2 separate regions of the Sus scrofa genome follow, and region 2 is linked to region 1. A link is a contact called in public Hi-C data. All regions are on one chromosome and are shown on one strand. Each heading gives the region's core, a stretch centred on a gene start, on an enhancer-like site or on the middle of the called end of the contact. The rest is flanking DNA. Distances are from core to core; before and after follow the strand shown. Region 1 has its middle 54 kb from the start of SLC39A8. Region 2 holds the start of SLC39A8 (zinc transporter ZIP8).

Region 1 (5,953 bases), core at 2,446-4,945:
CCATCTTCTGCAATGAGTCAGAGGCAGTTAGGGTCAGTGTGTGCTGGGCCAACAGCCCAGTCCGTCTGGGTCTCCCATAGCAAAGCCTCAGACAAAGGCTTATATACATGAAGTTTACTTAAATATGACCTCAGAAAGCGGAAGTACAGGACTGATAGGAAAAGAGAGAAAGACAAAATATGGATGTATTATTAAATTCACAAATCTTACCCTTTTGTTAATATTGGGTAATAAAAGGGCAATTTACCCAAATAATACCTAAGGAGGAAATGAGCTGGTAGTTGCTAGGGGCCATCACTGGAGCCTGAGACCAAATCTAATGCAGAGGAGAGTAGAGCTGAGAGAGGAAAACACACCAGTCCTGGTGACACCATTTCACCCCTGACCGGGGGATGTTCTGATGTCCCACGTGTCAGCTGTGTGGACCACTCTCCCCTTCAGTTTTGGTTGTGTGAACCAGTTAACTTCTTTATTGCTTAAGCCATTTGGAATCATGTTTTCTGTCACTTGCTCATAAAGAGTTGCAATTGCTGTACTTCACAATAACAGGGATCGTTGTATTCTGGTTGTGCGGTCGTATCTTTTCCAGCAGGTTGTCACCTCCTAACGTCAGGACCCGTGTATCCTATTCCACTTGTGTTCTCAGAACCTAAGAGAGCACCTGACATATAATAGAATTTTGTGGACTGAAGGAATAAATGTGTAATATTAATTTGGCATCTATAATATTGATCCCTTCTAAACTTCATCAATGCTTTTAAAATATTAAACAATTTTTATCATTTAAAATAATTTATATACTAATGTGCATATAAGCATTCTTTCTTTTTTTTTTTTTTGGCTTTTCTTTTTCTAGAGCGGCACTCACGGCATATGGAGGTTCCCAGGCTAGGAGTCTAATCGGAAGTGTAGCTGCTGGCCTACGCCGGAGCCATAGCAACACGGGATCCAAGCCGTGTCTGTGACCTACACCACAGCTCATGGCAATGCCAGATCCTCAACCCACTGAGCGAGGCCAGGGATTGAACCCACAACCTCATGGTTCCTAGTTGGATTGGTTAACCACTGGGCCACGGTGGGAACTTCGCATGTAACATTCTGATTATAGTTGTAATTAATCTATTACTTAATCTTAAAAATACCATTTTATATTCTATTTTTCCTCTTTAGTATTACTTCATACAAACTATAATTTTATTTATAGCCATCAAGATGGGCCATAGAGCTGTGGCTTCAAATAGGTTTTTAGCGTATTGCTTTTTTTTTCTTTTTATCATTTGACCTCCATCACCTATGTCTCCTACCCCTTATCAATGCTTTCTTAAAGAATATGTGGCTTAATGTTTTCTGGTGCAGAGAAGAAAAACATGAAAATTTACAAGAAAAAATTGATGAAATACATTCACTCAGAAAGAAAAAGATGGTTTGATAGAAGAATTCACATTTTAAAAATTATTCTATCAAAAAAATAGCTCCTTAAACTACTTTTTCCCCTTTTTTACTGTAATAGAGCTAAACGGTTATAAAGGTCTAGTTATACTTGACTGATTTAAAACTATAACTAATATAATGGGAAGATCTTGTTCTGATTTTTATTTATAAGGGCAAAATCACTATGTAAAATGATTATATGGCAAAGAGAAAAATGTCATAATGTTGATAATATTTATCTTGCTCAGTTCTAAGAGAGTTACCATGAACAATTATGAATGTCCTATTGATCAGAAACTCACAAAAGAACAACTTATTTTTATAACCTATTGAATCCCCTTATATTGACTGCTCTTCCCTGCTAGTTTAAAAGCTTTCTGAAAGAATATCTATAGAGTGGGACATTCAGGAAGCCCCCAATTTTATCTCTTATTCTCTATGTATTTCTTGCACGTAGCTCATTGAATAAGTCAAAGCAAACTTTACATGAAATCTTAAAACTATACATGATCTTCAAAATTGAATTATGACACCATTCTCTGGAATTTTCACTATAAACCTGTACTGACCATCAAGTGCTAGTCAAATAGAATTCTCTACAACTCGACATCTAGAAAAACAATACAGATAAACAAAAAGGACGATATATCTTAACAATGATATTTCGGGGACCACAACAAATTTTGAAGCAAGCTACAAACTCTTCCCCTTCAGAACCCAAAATCGCAACATCTTCATTAAGCCAAACAATTAAAAGATAGTAAATTTTAATCCCTAACTAAACTTTCTCTTTAGACAAATAGCAAGAATGAAAATTTTTTTTTCAGTCAAAATTCAAGACTAAACCAAGAGGGAAGGGGGGAAAAAAATCATCCTTCTTGTCTTTTAGCAAGATTCAGAAATCAGGAGCAAATTAAATTTGAAAGGATTTGTATAATTGTATAATTGAAGGATTGTATAATTCCTCTTCCCAGATGAGGGATCGGCGGCATGGCAGCCCAGCTTCCTCCAAGCTTGACAATGCTCTGATCTTCCTGGGTGTGTGAGTGGCCCTGCTGGTGCATGTATACAGTCTGAAGGCTAAGCAAATGATTTGCAGATGTATTCTAGACATTTGCAAAACTGGAATGAGTAAATCATGACTCTGCATTTGTATAATGCTCTTCTTTATTTGTAAATGTTCACTCTGTGTATTCTCTTCCATAAACCTTTTGAATGTAACTTCATCTTGATTATTTTCCTTAAAGTTAGTTGAAGAAATGATTAAAATCTGAAAAAAAAATCCAGTGTTATGATTCTTCAATGTGAATTTGAAGTTAGAATATTTAAATTAATGAATCTCTCTGGCAAAAATGAAGTATCTCACTTCCCAGGTCATTTGCTCTATATGTAATAATTTTCATGATTTCATGTTATTCTTCCTAAGATTGTTAAAGCTTCAAAAATTTTTGTTTAAATATAAATAGCAAAGTATTATATTCTGAATATAAAATAAATGACATAAAGCCAAGGAGTGAATATATTGAAACAGAAACAAACTCACAGATATAGAGAACAAACAAGTGTTACCAGTGGGGAGAGGGATGGGGCAGGGGCAAGACAGGGGTACGGCATTAAGAGGTACAAACTACTACGTACAAAATAAATAAATGATACAGGGTGTCACGTACAGCACTGGGAATATAGTCAAGAATTTATAATACTTTAAATGGAGGATAATCTGTAAAAATATTGAATCATTACGCTGTACACCCAAAACTAACATAATAGTGTAAATCAACTGTACTTCAATAAAAAAATATATGATGTATTGGTAACTCTTTGAACTACTTCACAGATTTTTCAAACTTTTAATAAAGTTTATTGGTACGAAACCATCCTTTCTGTAATTAACAAAATTTTACTACAGAATTATGTAGGTATCTAGTAGAATGTGAAAACACAACTTTAAAATCTAAAGTCCTCTCTCGATTATTAAGGAATCCTCCTCCTTCCTTCCATTCTTTTTTCCTTCCTACCTTCCCTCCGTCTCCCTCTTCCTCCCCACCCCTTCCGTCTGTCTCTCTTTCTTTTTCTTTTTGTAAAGATGATCTCAGTCTGGAATAAACATTCTTGCGAAATTGGCCAGGATTTTTGCCAAGCGGAGTGTGCACACGTCAGCTGTTTTCTGGAAAATAATTGCACCATGTGACAATGTCTATTATTTTAATTAGTACTGTGGAATGCCTCCAAGATATTTCGTCAGGTCAGTCTCTCTGACACAGGCAAGGGCTTTTTATTTCCTAAATGCTGATTAAGCAGATAGATGCCATTGGCCATGTTGTCTAGGTGTACAGTGGTTATAATTAAGCCAGCACGCACGGGAGTAATAAACTACTCCCCAAATAAACAATTTAGGACCCTAAGGAGAACAGGGCAACTTTTAGAGGGCAGTGTTTAAATTACCCAAAGGGAAGAATTACCAAGCTCTGTTTGTGGGAAGGCCACTCTGCGGGAAGGCCCTGGCATGCCTGCGGAGATCAAAGGCTTTGTCATGAGCTTCCAAGGAAGAGTCAGTCTGCTGGGGCTCGTGTATTTCCAGGAGACTTGCCTGCCTCTCTGTGTTAATCTCAAGAAATATTGATCCCAAGATCTGAAAACAAGAGTCCTTTGTGAAACGGTTGTGTTGAGAACATACCCCCAGAAATTCACCAACCTGAAAACACAGGTTTTAATAGTGCTGGAGAGGAGAACAGCAGCTTTCTTTCCTCTTTGCACAGCTGTTCCCCCCAACACTGTTGAACGAAAGGTTAGGCGAGAAGCGTTCCTCTGAAAAGGAGGCATGTTGTAATCATCAGGCTGTCACAGCGTATCCATATCATTTGTCATCCAGCAAACACCCGTGGGTGTACGGGTTTCGAATGGCTGCTGTGTGGGTGAAGGTGAATGGGGTGGTTAGTCAGTTCTACCGTGGGGCTTTGTGGAGGCTGGCAGACCACACCCTGTAGGGGGGACACGATCTCCTGTCAAAGGGGTGGTGATCCCTGACCCTCTGGGGAGCTGAGGCTTTCAGGCTGGAACTGGACTCATAGTGTTTGGAGGAAAAGATTTCCCTCCTCGTCTGAGTCTGCATCTCAGTTGAACTGAATTAGGAGCCTTTGGCCTGTGCTTGTGGGGGGCGGGTTGGAGACGGCCCAGCCACTTAGACGCGGGCCCCGCGGTCCAGCCCGTCTTCAGACGCACACATGAGACTTTGCAGGCTTCTCATCTAGGTAAAGGATGACATTGCTCTGCTTCCGCTTGGTATTTCAAAATGTATTTCCCCACTTTCTGTCTGGTTCGCCCTCCATCCCTTCGTGTGGACAAGAAGTTCCAGGAATTACCATTGTGCCCAGCAGGTTACCAACCCGACTAGAGTCCATGAGGATGCAGGTTCCATCCCTGGTCTTGCTCAGGGGCTTAAGGATCTGGTGTTGCTGTGAGCTGTGGTGTATGTTGCGGTTCTTGGATCCCTGGTTCCTGTGGCTGTGGCTGTGGCGTGGGCCTGAAGCTACAGCTCCGATTGCACCACTAGCCTGGGAATTTCCATATGCCATGGGTGTGGGCTTGAAAAGCAAAAAAAAAAAAAAAAAAAAAAAGAAGTCCCATGTTAATAAATAAATCGTCAGGACATGCTTTACATCGCATGGGAACCCTGAGCCTTATGCAGTCCAGGAAATCCGAGAAAGGCTGCGGTTTCCATATGTGTCCTTGTCACAGTCTCTCTTCTTTGCGGGTCTGGTCCTACAGTGCAGACCAAGTGGGAAGGCTCTGCCTGGAATTTCCTCTCTTGTGCTAAACTCAGCGACAAGGACCTCTGCTGGGGCTTCCGAGGCCCAGTGCCAGGACCCAGCTCTGGCAGCGTGGACCGTTTTCAAGGCTCTGCCACTCCTGGAGGGCTGCGTTGGGGTGGGGTCTGGGTCTCCATCTCTCTGGGGGGCTGTGGGAATATGCAGCCTCTTCCTTCTCTTGCTGTTGGGGGACTCACCTACCAGAGGTCAGCCATTTACCTTTCTGTCCAAAGTGGCAGCATCCTTCGGGGAAATTTAGCCTGATTACCTGATGTACCTTCCAAATAAAAGCTTGACTTTTCTGTCGTTGTTGGGGGGGGTGTTGAGGAGACAATTTTTAGTGAGCATCCTTCTAAATCTCTTCTTAGTTCCCAAACTCAAAAAGCTCAGTCCCTTGCTACCTTCCACCCCTCAACCCCCTATGCCATCTCCAAGGGAATCCATTAGGAATTCTCCAGGCCCTGAGATTACCAAGATTGAGTCTTTCCTTCTGGAGAATTAGAATAAGGATGGGGAAGGAATATGGTTTAACGTACTTCTGTTGACTACCCAAACCCAAGGCATTAGTTAAATATTTTGTTCCCATCAACCTGCCTATAATTATTCCTTTTTATTTGGTCAAGTCTTGTTTACTATGTTAGCACCGTTGCAGTTTTACTTGTTGGTATAAAGGGAAGGCGCTGTGTCCAAAAATGGACCAGGAGGTTAAAGGT
Region 2 (5,953 bases), core at 882-3,381, 53 kb after region 1:
TCCTCTGCTCTCTGCAGAGGTCAAGAGGGCGGAATTGAAAGTTCCAACCCTCTAATCACATGGTTGGTTTTCCTAGCAACTAACCTCCGTCCTTAGTTGGGGGTCCAAGAGTCTCCTTTAACACCCTCATCACCTAGGAAATTCCAAGGCTTTTAGGAGCTCTGCGCCTGAAATAGAGATGAAGCCCACACATGTATTTCTTATTATAAATCACACTGTCACATGCCCCATGTCAGGCTGACCTCTTCACTGCACAGATGTTCATACCTCGTGCTAGTGCTGGGCAGGGTCTTCCTCCTCACCCTTGCCCATCTCAGACATTCTGTGTGGGGCCACCATCAAGCACGGATGCCCTCCTCTCACTCCCAGGCTCTGACTCCACCCTTGGCTGCCTCTCTTTCTCTTCTCTGATCCAAGTGTGTCCTCCAAACTTAGCTCTGACTCTTGGCAGCCCACAGCAGGCCACTGCTTTGTGTAGATACCCTCCTTTTTCAGCTTGGGTTCTGACAAACCACACTGGGAAGGGTGTTTCATTCATCAGACCTGGGTACGAACATTCTGTGCAGGGTTGCGTGAATACACGCTTACCCCATTAGCGATACAGCCTCTGATTTCCAACGTTTCCTCCCCAATCTCGACATCTTTGTCACCCTGCTTAGCCTCTAACTGCCCATGCTAAATTCTGAAAGAGAAAGAACATCTGTCTATACCCTGGCCAGTGCTCATGGCATGTTCCCTTCATTATTACCATTTAAAATGGCTTGACTTTTAAAAGCACATTTCTGAGAAAAATGAGTCTTTACATTACACCTTGTTTCAGACTGGAAGTCCTTTTCTTCAATAATGTTATTGGTAGAATGCTGTGTCTTGGGCTCTAAAACATTATTTAAGTAGTCCTTTGGTGATTATATTTCATTAGAATGGAAGCTCTACAAATGAGCCTCACCAATTTAGTAGTTAGTTGTAATTTTCAGAATACTCTCTTTTAATTGTATGCTTACGTTATGTTCACTGTTTTTGGTAAAGTTGCCAAGCAGGTCGATTGTTATTTATTTGACTGCTTATCACCATTTGAGGTTGATGGGCTGGCAAAATTTATCTGTCTGTCTGTCTGTCTGTCTATCTGTTTATCTAGAATTAGAGAGGACATGAATGGCTGATAAACCTTTATTTTAAAAATTCACAATATAAAATGTATATTATTTGAAACCCATTTACATCTGTGGAAAGTCCAACATACTATCAATGTTGCAGTTGAAGCTGGGAATGAACAACTTGTTGGGTGTAGATGAACCATCTAGAAAGCTCATTGATTTCCAAGAATCACTTCGAGTTACTGGGGTCAAAAAGAAAAACAGGCATCAAACTACATTTGAGAATCCAAGAATAATCTGGACGTGTTCCCATCAGTTGTGTAGTTTAAGAAGTTTAAGTGTGACATGAACTTACTTCTATCCTTGGGTGATGATGGTGTTTTTGTGTCAGTGTCATTCTGTAAACTAATATCAACAAATACACAGATTGTATAATTGGAAGGGGCACACCATGAAGATTTTTTTGATCTCCCTCCAAGGCACCAATCGTTCTACTAAGTACCCATGGGGTTGAATAACTTTCCAGTGGTGAAATTACTACCTCCCAAAGCAAAGTGTGCCTTATTTTCTGCAGAAATCTTCCTGCCCTGTTCCTGCTGCCTTCTGCTCTCTGCAGTTAGAATGCAGTTAAACCCTCTCCATAGCACCTCAGCTATGTCCCACTAGAGAGCTTCCTCCTTCAGGAAGATTCTCTCCCTGACTCTTTCTTGCACTAAGTTCCTCATGAGAAATGAGATTCTTTCCCCTGCCCCTTGTCTGGACTTAGTGTATCTTTTAAAATGTGCTGTTTTAGGAGGCTGTGCATTCTTCCTCGTGAAAGACAAGAACATTTTTGAGTTCCTCTTATTGTCCTAAGCTGAGTGAATCGTGGTTTCACTTTATTTCTGGACAGTTACAGCCAACAGACACAACCTTTGCCCCCAAACACCGCATTCACTTTGCACAAATTTGTTGACCTCACACCTAAATCAGCTTTTATTGAACCCTCATCTGAACAAACAAACATTCATTCTGATCTGCGGATATCCCGTGCGGCGTCAGGAAGGGCCGGCTCTGCACTGCTGGCTCAGTGAGCTTGCCACCGATACAGATTCGGTTTCCTTTTGCTCCTGACTTTAAGAAGTAAGACAAAAAAGCAATTCCTGCTAATCTCTTAGACAATGCAAAAGGCTCCACACTCTATTCCAGGAAGCTGGTTTCAACAAGGTAACAGACCACCAAGCCCAGAAGGGAGTCTAGGGATATCGACAAGGAGGTGGCATTCAGGTAACCTCTGGGGGTGAGGGCGGGGAGGCCGCTCGGCTGAGGGTGGGAGGGCTCAACCCCAGCCAGGAGGAAAGGGCAGCGGCTGTGCGCCCTGGCGTGGACACGCGCAGGAGTTCAGGATGGGGAGTGTGTCACCACGTGCTGCAGGGAGGCGGGGACAGGGCCCTTCTCCGGTTATCTGTTTAAGAGCTAGAGCCGGATCTCCCAGTTTCATAGCGGATTTGCCAGAGATAGTGTTGGGAGGGAGGAAGAGGGAGGGAGTAGAGAGAGGCAGACAGTGACTCACGTGGACATAAACAGACGCAGAAACAAGAAACAAACAGGCGAGGTGAGAGGTTAGAAGTAGCTAACCTACTAGCTTGCCCAGGCGGAGAAGAGGTCTGGGAGAGGGAGGGTCCCGATTAGACGCTCAAACCCCAGGACCCTGAGGTGGCCATTTCCTGCGGCTTCCTGGGGACTACACGTCTCACCCCTTCTACGTTTGCTCTGAAGGAATTAAGCAGAAAGAAAGGAAGAGGAGGTGGGGTTCGACAGCCAGTGTGGTTTTACTTTTTCCTAAGAAGTGGCGCGGTTTGGGGCTTTCTCTCCGGAAGGAGCATGTGTCATCACACTGTGCGCTAAACCTGGGACGTTTGCAAACCCGGCTCCGGGGCAGTTGGCCCCATGCCCGGCCAGGCGTTCGAGGGCTCTGGCCTCACAGTGCTCCCGGGGCTGGCCGGCGGGTGGCCTGGTGGCCTTTATCTCTGTCCCCCCTTTGTCCTCTTTATCTCAGGCTCTCCAGGAGGCCCGGGGGCCCGCTCTGTCTATCGCTCCCCACCCCCGGCTGCACCGTCACTTCAATGCCCGGCAGATCGCGGGCTGCGGCTCTTTCAAAGGCGGCGGAGGACCAGGGGCGCCCCGCGCCAAGGCTGACTCGGACCGGCGCCGAAGCCTGACCCGTGCGCCCTTGGGCACCGACGCGCGTCCCTGTGCACTTCGGGCCCGCGTGGGGCAGCCCCGGCCAGGATGGCCCCAGGCCGGGCGGTGGCAGGGCTCCTGTTGCTGGCGGCCGCCGGCCTCGGAGGAGAGACTGCGGGGCCCGAGCTCGCCTTCAGCGAGGATGTGCTGAGCGTGTTCGGCGCGAACAGGAGCCTGTCGGTGGCGCAGCTCCGGCGCTTGTTGGAGCAGCTGGGATCCGGCCCCGTGGAGGGCGCCCCCGAGCTCGGGCAGCTGCACTTCAACCAGGTAGGTCCCGGCCCGGCTGCTCCTCCGCGCCAGGTTGTCGGGAGACGTCCATTTGCCCTCGAACGCTCTTTATTGGGGAAAAGTGCGGGAAAAAGAATTTCTCCAGTCTGAGACGGGTGGGTCCTGTTTTTCACTAGACCCAGCTTTCTAGTTGGGGTTCAAGGGCTGTCGGTGTCGAGGGAGCCACACATTGCAGTTTTATGCCCAATGAGCTGAGCAGTCAGACGGTCGTGGTTCGAAGATATTATAGAAAAGTTTATAAAGTAGTTGAGGGTGGAAAGCACCTTAAGAGATGCTTTTTAGATAGGGATGGCGAACTGAAGCCTTCCCAGCAGAGACAGAGTTTCGCAGGCTACCCTCGTTGCTCAGTGCAAAACGACTGCCAAGGAGCTATGATGTAGTTCTGTCTGGCCTGTGTACACCACACGAGGCATTTAGGGCTGAAGGGTCCATTGAATAGAAATAGGGAGACCCGAGGGAAGGGGAGGCGGCGCGGGGGTGGGGGTCGCTGAGACCAAGATCCCACATCCATTTGGGGCCGACCTAGGTTGAGATCCATAGTTTTAGTTATCTGTCAGGTGAAGCGTTTGATTCTAATATTCATTCCAAAACCAACACCACCAGCAACACAAAACCCCCAATGTATCTCATACATATTCGCAGTATTACCTAGGCATTTGGTAATTCCTAGGATTTAAGGAATTTAGAATTCAACACCATGCGTCACCGAGGAGCAATGAAGACCATACCTATTAGTAACCTTCAAAAAAGGGTGATATCATAGATCCTTTGTTATTTTCATAATAAATGTTCTATGATTATTTCTTAAAATTGCAAAGTAAGCAAAATGTGCTTTCAGCATCCTCCCCAAATCTCCTCCCTACTTTTTAAAAACGCAGTTAACTCAGTGCTTTGATTTTTTTTTTTTTTCCTTCTCTTCCTGTTCCAGTGACAAGAAGATGATGAATGGCAGTATTCAGTATTTTCTGTACTGTTTGTCACTTCTGGGGCGTGTTAGTTTGTGTTACAAGAAGTGTTTGTGGTCCACGGTGTTTGGGAAACCCTGTGTACCATGTACTCCACTCTTGGAATTTGAGCATTTCCCAGTAAATCTGACCTTAGGTTACAGTTAAGGAAACTTTAATTAGATAAATTCCTTGCTAATAATAATTTGATGTTCTTTTTGTTAGGAATATCTTACCTCAATTAAAACATACAATTTTCAAGAAGTATGATTTTTGATGCCGTAGGGTATGAGAGTGACTGCCCTTAGGTCTGGAATGGTTTTGTGCATGTCCTCTTGTGTACAGTCTTTAGTAAATTATCTATAGATCCAGTTCTGGCATGGCATTGCAGTTGGTTTAATATCTAAGACATGATGCAATGGAAAAACTGAAATGAACCCATGTTATATCAATATTTTAGAAATGAATCAAACAACTTCCTAAGTATTTTCTGTCTAGTTGCAGTCTCAAGTAGGGCAAACAGCTGAACTGACTAAAGCATTTCTAGGTAGAATAGGCGCGGTCATATGCTTGGAAAGAAGTGTGGAGACTTGACTTGCAGCTGCATATCTGTAGCCCACACATTGTTTTGACTTAAATTATCTCTTTATCTTGTGATGACTGGAGGGGTTGATGAATTTTAAAGGGACAAAAGACCCCTGAGCCAAGCCTTGGAGAAGATACTGGAAAATACACATAAACAATTTAGGAAAACTGCTTAAGTTCATTCGCAATATGATTCTAGGTTTATGAGTAAATGGGATACCTCAATAGGCAAACTGTATGTACACTGACACTTTGTTTCTCATTCTTCTGTTTGCATATTTAGCTACCGTCATTATGGCTTCTGTGGGCATCAAAAAGAGATAGAGGAAGCCCATAATTACTTCGAAAACAAGGAGAACGAAGCCAAGGGAAACCTATCACTTAATCAGATGTAGCAAACATCTGTTTGATGTTCTAAAAAGTGTTAATGAAAGCAACAATTAACTGTTAAATGATGTCAAATAAAATGCCATTCCAGAAGAATCTATTAATTTGCTGACATTTATATCTGCCCCAACAGGAAACCATCCAACTTGGAGCAAAATTTAGGGTCCTTAATATCTCTGTACCTTAAAGAATGCAACTTCAGTTTCCTTATCTGCAACAGAGCAGAATAATAATATGTGAGAAGCTTGATTTTTTGACTTTGAAGAAGGTTGAAAAGATAGAAGTTATTTCTTTAGACCACAGATTTATTGAATCTTCTACAAGATCTGTTTACAGATGACATTTGTTCCTTTGGATGAGGTCTTAGGTCAGCTTTTCCCACATAATGCACTACCATACCACAAAATATAGACAATTTCGGAAGGTTGTCTA

What was found. Hi-C and Micro-C count contacts between places; a contact is called where the count stands out from the background.
Region 2: a contact with region 1 is called in a Hi-C map of liver, with 7 times the contacts expected there. The contact joins the promoter of SLC39A8 here to the enhancer-like site in region 1. A contact is called at or near these places in 1 of 5 promoter capture datasets (liver), 7 of 47 Hi-C or Micro-C datasets (liver, retroperitoneal adipose tissue, skeletal muscle and 1 more) and 1 of 2 datasets of contacts at active chromatin or transcription factors (alveolar macrophages).

What each region holds. Positions count from the first base shown.
Region 1 is chr8:118,548,021-118,553,973 of Sscrofa11.1, forward strand. No RefSeq gene overlaps it. Among named protein-coding and RNA genes, the nearest start is that of SLC39A8, 54 kb to the right of the region's middle. Within about 2 kb of position 3,696, at least 17 of the 83 cell types and tissues checked have an H3K27ac peak or open chromatin away from gene starts, as enhancers often do. A contact at or near this core is called in alveolar macrophages, liver and retroperitoneal adipose tissue, where this site is marked.
Region 2 is chr8:118,602,721-118,608,673 of Sscrofa11.1, forward strand. It overlaps SLC39A8 (zinc transporter ZIP8), which reads left to right and starts at 2,132. Exons shown (of 9, transcript XM_021101718.1): 1 at 2,132-2,360; 2 at 3,133-3,584. The coding sequence starts at 3,366.